Regions from separate parts of the Zea mays genome. Here region 1 is linked to region 2. A link is a contact called in public Hi-C data. All regions are on one chromosome and are shown on one strand. Each heading gives the region's core, a stretch centred on a gene start, on an enhancer-like site or on the middle of the called end of the contact. The rest is flanking DNA. Distances are from core to core; before and after follow the strand shown.

What was found. Hi-C and Micro-C count contacts between places; a contact is called where the count stands out from the background.
Region 1: a Hi-C map of tassel shows a contact between it and region 2, with 2.5 times the contacts expected there. The contact joins the promoter of LOC100275340 here to the enhancer-like site in region 2. A contact is called at or near these places in 2 of 25 Hi-C or Micro-C datasets (ear and tassel).

What each region holds. Positions count from the first base shown.
Region 1 is chr6:28,140,332-28,143,246 of Zm-B73-REFERENCE-NAM-5.0, forward strand. LOC100275340 (Sterile alpha motif (SAM) domain-containing protein) reads left to right here and starts at 1,656. Exons shown (of 4, transcript NM_001149437.1): 1 at 1,656-1,741; 2 at 1,873-2,088. The coding sequence starts at 1,999.
Region 2 is chr6:27,476,067-27,479,041 of Zm-B73-REFERENCE-NAM-5.0, forward strand. It overlaps LOC103629111 (probable protein phosphatase 2C 77), which reads right to left. Exons shown (of 3, transcript XM_020540200.3): 3 at 640-1,639. The coding sequence ends at 989. Among protein-coding and RNA genes, the nearest start is that of LOC103629111, 5.8 kb to the right of the region's middle. Within about 2 kb of position 1,480, at least 3 of the 20 cell types and tissues checked have an H3K27ac peak or open chromatin away from gene starts, as enhancers often do. A contact at or near this core is called in tassel, where this site is marked.

The DNA of each region.
Region 1 (2,915 bases), core at 406-2,905, 660 kb after region 2:
GTGGTAGCCCAAACTCTGGACCAGGGAGTTGCTTTAGAGGGCAGCGTCCCCGCTGATCTGGCGTTTGGCTCTGTTGAAGGCACTGAGCTGATTCCTACTGGTCCGTTGCAAGCTGCTTCGGGTGGTGGTCTTGCACCTGGTTATCAGCTGATTTCTCCTGATTTGGGGATCCCTCCGTTCTTTTCCAACCTCCAGGTACTGTGCTGTACTTTAGCTTGATCTTTACGTTGCATGAACTTTTGTCATTATGTTCATTTGTTCTTCTCGAGCATAGAATTAAGACATAGTGTCTTCGTCAATATACACATTTTGAATTTTTTATATTTAAACGTGTAGATACAGTCGAAAACACAACTCAAAATCTATACTATACTTAAAGCACTAGTTTCAACGGTCTTCATGCGTCATCTTTTATAAATAACCCCTCACAACTATTTCAAATTAATCCGCTGCACGTCTATATATATAGATGGCCAAACGGCGTCCGACACGGGCTAGACGCACGTGGGCCAGAACTATGGCCCAGACACGTCATGCCGGCCTGCTAACTGTGTCGAGCCAACCCATTAGCCCGTCGATCCATTTAATTAAATCAACGTAAAATGTTAAAAAATGGTGCAGGAGGTGGGGTTCGAACCCATGTCCTGATGGAAGAAGGACGGGAGACACTGGGTGAAGCTGTCTAACCAGTAGAACATCATGCTAAGATATTTTTAATATTGAATATAAATTGTATATAGATATATACTTTTTTTTGTAAAATAAAAAACAATCGTGTAGGGTCGGGCCAGCACTACGGGCTGAGGCTACAGTCCAAGCACGACACGACGTTCTTGGCTCTTGCAAACATTAGGTCGTTTCTGAGACCATATTGGCGCAATGGACTACATGGTGTTTGAGGTTGCTGAATTGGAGGGAGCAACAATGATTTGTCACACTAACAACAAAATAAAAGGTTATTTATTGGTTTTAAACGTTAGTAATTGCTACGAAGTAGCATAATTTATATGGAGCGTATCCGGTTTTTATTGATGCCTGACTTTAGCAATCACTCCATATTTTGATCTATCTTTTTTGTAAGTTTGACTTCATGAGACTTATTTTAAAAACTTGAGCTTACAAATTTTGTCTTATTTGGTCCCTGTATGATGGAATTATGTTATTTTATAATCTCTGTTCATTCATCAGTCATTGTGAACTCTTTCTAATCGCTCACTTCATTAGTCGTATTGTACCAAGATATATTGCATGGAGTAAACAATAACATCAATTAGTCAAATCAAAAAAATATTATACAAAGAGCGAAGATAATCAATAAAAAATCTTAAATTTTTTTATGGATAATTTACGTGAGTATTATTGTAAGCCGTCGCAACATACATGCCCTATTGTCCTGGCATGGAATTGATATAGAGTGGACAACACGCGCGCGAAAAAAAAAAGCCACCAACGCAGCTGCTTCTCGGACACGCGCCTCGGAGAGGCTCGCGTTTGCGCAATTGCGCTGCCAGTGCCACCGGCCCCTGCCCTTCCCCAGCCGCTGGTCCCACGCGCGTCCAGCCCACGGGCACCACCGCCGCACCAGGCTTTTAGCTCTCGACGCGTCGCCGCCGACCACAGCACGGCTAGCGTGTCGATTCCTCCCGCTCTCGTCGCCGGATCCCCCCACCCGACGCGCCCACCTCTGAGTCCAATGGTGGCAGAGATCCGTTAGGGCGAGGACTGGTCCCAGCTTGGGTCGGTAAGCAACCATCGCTCACTTTCTTGGATGGATTCCGTCCAATCAAACCCAAATTCTTCTCCCTGTCCATTCGGTGTTATCTCTGGGTATGTGTGGTACTAACCCGATCTGTCCGTTCACTACTCGATTAGGGTCTCCTTCTCCAGCTTGTGAGATCGACACTGGTTGACACTGATTGTAGCACTTCGTGGCGCCTTATTGGGTCGCGGGTGCGGTTTGCGCTCTACAAATTTTGGGTTTGGTTTCGCTGAACCCTCATGACCCAAGCGAAGTCCACTCCTGGGAGGAGGGAGATGGGCCGGGCGCGATCGCCGGAACCGCTCGATTTCTTCATATGGACTGTCGAGGTTCTCTCATGTGTGCCCCCCCCCCCCCCCCCCCCCCCCCCCCCCTTCTGCTTTGCTTCTGGAAAAAATGTTATTGTTGCGGGAAGTAGTGCTCTTTATCTTGTGCATTGCTGCTAAGTAGGCTTTAGTTTGGGAGATTAGCTAGGAGATTGGGAAATCCGTGAGGCAGTGTTCTCCTTCCGTCCATCATTGGCTTGTTGTCAGGCCCCATGGGGAAGGAACCTACTGTATTGTAACATAGTTCTAAATGTTTCACCCAATCGAGTGTCAACCATTTTGAAGTGGATTTGGTGATATTGTTGGTTTACGCCTACCTTTTAAGCTGCTGTTAGAAATTTGGGAAATCAGTAATGTGATTTCTTAAAAAGGGTCTTTGGAACTTGATATTTTATATGCTGGTGCTCCTTCCGTTTTAATGTACTACTATCAGTTCTAGTGACCACTGGATATTGAGGATTCAGTTGTTCTGTGTCTTTTTCTACATGTTATTCATTAGATCATTTTTTCATCTTTTGTGGTCCCTGGATTCTTTCATTCGATGGCTTTGGAACTTGCACATTAGAGAGGCCATCATACTCTGAGTTACCCTAAATGCTAAACAGTAAATTGTCGGTGAACCGTAGTTTACCGTTTATGCCAATTAGTTTGTGTTTGAATGGAGTTAAATGGTCTAAACGGTTTTGTATAGTACCACTTAAAAAAACTAAATCCCACTCCACCTTATATATTTACAGCATTGGTTAGTTGAGTACCAATGTGGTAGTTGTAATCCTTCTGTGACTAAACAGTGAATTAAATAGCCATTTAGACTGTCTCCAACATGACAC
Region 2 (2,975 bases), core at 230-2,729:
GTAGATAACAGGTCCCACTTTGCTTCAAATGACCCATCTCATTATAAATGCCTCCCCTTGAACTATAAAAGGGGCGGATGAACATGAACAAGGCAGGCAAGAGAGTAGGAGCATTCAGTAGCAGTTCTCCTCTTCCTTGCCATTTTACTCTCACTTGCACCCTTTGTAACACGTCCTCAATAGCAATACTAAGATCAACACTACACTGGACTTAAGGCATCCGCTTGGACCCGTATAAACTCCTTTGAGTCTAATGATTCACCATTCGGAGTGAGTCCGTGCTAGCCTCCTCTACCAAATATAAATTATATTGTGTCCCCGGTTTCCGAAACCACGACAGTAAGTGGAACTGCTTCTAAGGTGGTTTGGCTTGCCAATTATCTCTGAAATTACAGATGCATCTAAAAAATGTGAGACTAGCTAAATACTCCCTCCGTTGTTTTTTATTTGTCGTATTTTAGTTCAAAAGTAAATTAGCGGGCGATAAATATTCGAGAATGGATCTAGTAGTATTTTTAAAGATATTTTGATAGTGCCATATCTAGCGAAAACGGAGTCGCCTCTATAAATAAATTAAAAGTTCATGGCTTTAGAAATTTGTAGAAAGGATAAATCATAAGGGTATCATTGGAGTCGTCGTTTTCCATGAATGTTCGATAGCTTTCCTTCTGCTGTGAGCCTGTGACACACCGAAATATTTGCTCGAACTAATAGAGGAAATCATCATAGCTATTTTTTACACGTCGCGCTAATCTTCTTCTGCACTTTCTGACGAGTTTGAATTCAAATCTCTTCGGAAGGCAGCCCTCTCTACACTACTACGTACAATATAATCTCTTGGGAAATCATCTAGCTAGAGTATCCAATAATAAAAGTGAAAGAAAAAAAAAGAGAAAAATATACACTATAAAAAGAACATTAATTTGATCACGTACGAATGTTTTGCTTGGCAGCATTGATGAACGGTGGCCTCCGCGTCCTGTGACTGTCAAATGAATCGCTGCAGATCAACGAGCATGACGGTGATGTCGTCCCGGCTCCCCCTTTTCCTGGCCAAGGCGACCAGGTCCTTGCACGATTCCACGGAGGACGATGCTCCAGCTCCACCTGGCGGGGCGGAGACGACGACGTCGACTGCCTCCTGGCAGGACACCTTGTTCCAGAGGCCGTCGGACGCGACGACGAGGAAGCGGCAGTCCGGGGTGAGGCGGCGCCGCGAGACCTCCGGCTCACAGGTGACCCAGGCCTTCATGGACGCGTCGCCGAACGCGCGCGACACGGCCAGGCAGTCCTGCACGCGCCACACGCCACTGCTGCCGCAGCTCACGTACCCTCCCTGCATATATAGCCACACCACACGTACGTGTGCAGCCTCATCATCAGTACCGGCTCGACTGCAAGAGAAGCTTGTGCGCGTGGGGATCACTTGTGCAATGCCGGCATGTCCGTCTCGATCGCCACATACCGAGCTCTCGATGCGACGCCTCTCGTCCTCGCGGGCGGCGGTGTGGTCGCTCGTCAGCGCGGTCGCGATGCCGCTGTGGCTCCCGAGGACGGCGCGGCAGTCGCCCACGTTGGCCACGAAGAGCTCGCCGTCCTTTACCAGCGCCGTCGCCGCGCATGCGCCACCGCGTACACCCTTCGTAATTATACATTCATAACACACAGGAGTACGATTAGTAATTATCAAATGCAAATTTCTAGTAGCGGTAATATAATGAAACACATGTAAATTCTTCAGGCCTTGTTCAGTTCCTAATCAATCCAAGGATCAAGTTGGACAGAAATGAGATTTGAGAGGGTTTAAATCCCTTGTAAGTCAAAATCTCACTTCAAAATCCCTTCCAATCCTCTCTAATATAATCCCTATAGAATGGGGAATAACCGAACAAATTAAAGCCACAATTAGTTATAACTCCGACGCGTTTATTAGGTAAGAGCGCATGTTATTTCAAGCTAAGTCTTCATGTTAGGCTATGCGCAACGCTGCCCCCTTGGCAGCCCCCTCCCCTTCATACGGTGCGTAGGGGGCACTCTACGGCCGCAGCGGTGCCCCCTACGGCGCCCTCTACGCGCCGGCCCCCTTCTCTCTCTCCCCAGATATAGCGTGTTACTGTTCATCTCCCTAAACACTGTGTTGTGGGTCCACGAGTAATTGTTAGTAGATAAAAATTGATAGTTGGTATAGAAAATGATATTTTATAGTGGTAGTGGGATATAGGGGGTATTTAGGGGGAACTGTTGCGGGAGATGAAAAAATAGGGGAAAAATAGGGGGAAAAATGATATATGGGGAAAAATTTAGAGGTAACGGTTGCGGTTAGCCTTAGTAACTTGCTAGTGGTGGTAGTGTTCATGAAAACGACGTGTGCAAGCTAAGCTTAAAATTCCCTCATATTTGTTTGTGCCTGAGTTTTTCATTCAACAGTTTTACACAATCATAGTACAATTAAAAAGATATACGTATGATTTATAAGAGATAGTTCACGTTTTTTTATTTTATCCCTAAATGAAAAAATTATGTCACACGACAGTAACAAAAAATTAACAACCTAAAATCTAAGAGAAGTGATAAATCAAACACTAGTAGAATTTAGAGCAATGTACTTCGTCCTTTGATAGTGAGTATGTTCTGTATTCTCTGCTAGTTCGAATATAGGAGTTCGTTTTTAGTAGGGAAACACGAATCACTCTAGATCTGAATTCTCTTACGAAATATTTCAAGAGATGATTAAAAATCACTTTTACGAAATTATTTTGCTTGTAGACTGAATTATAATTAAAAATGTATAATAAATAAAAATATGCTAAAATCTAGAACACCATAGGGGCAAAGATAATTAATTTTAATTTATTGCACTAAAAATTATTAGGAAAAAAATAACGGTGCGGATGTATCGGAGAAACGAAATGGAATCTAACGAAACCAGGCTCAAGCCGTTTCGTTCTCCCTAGCCAAATGCGCGGAAGGACACA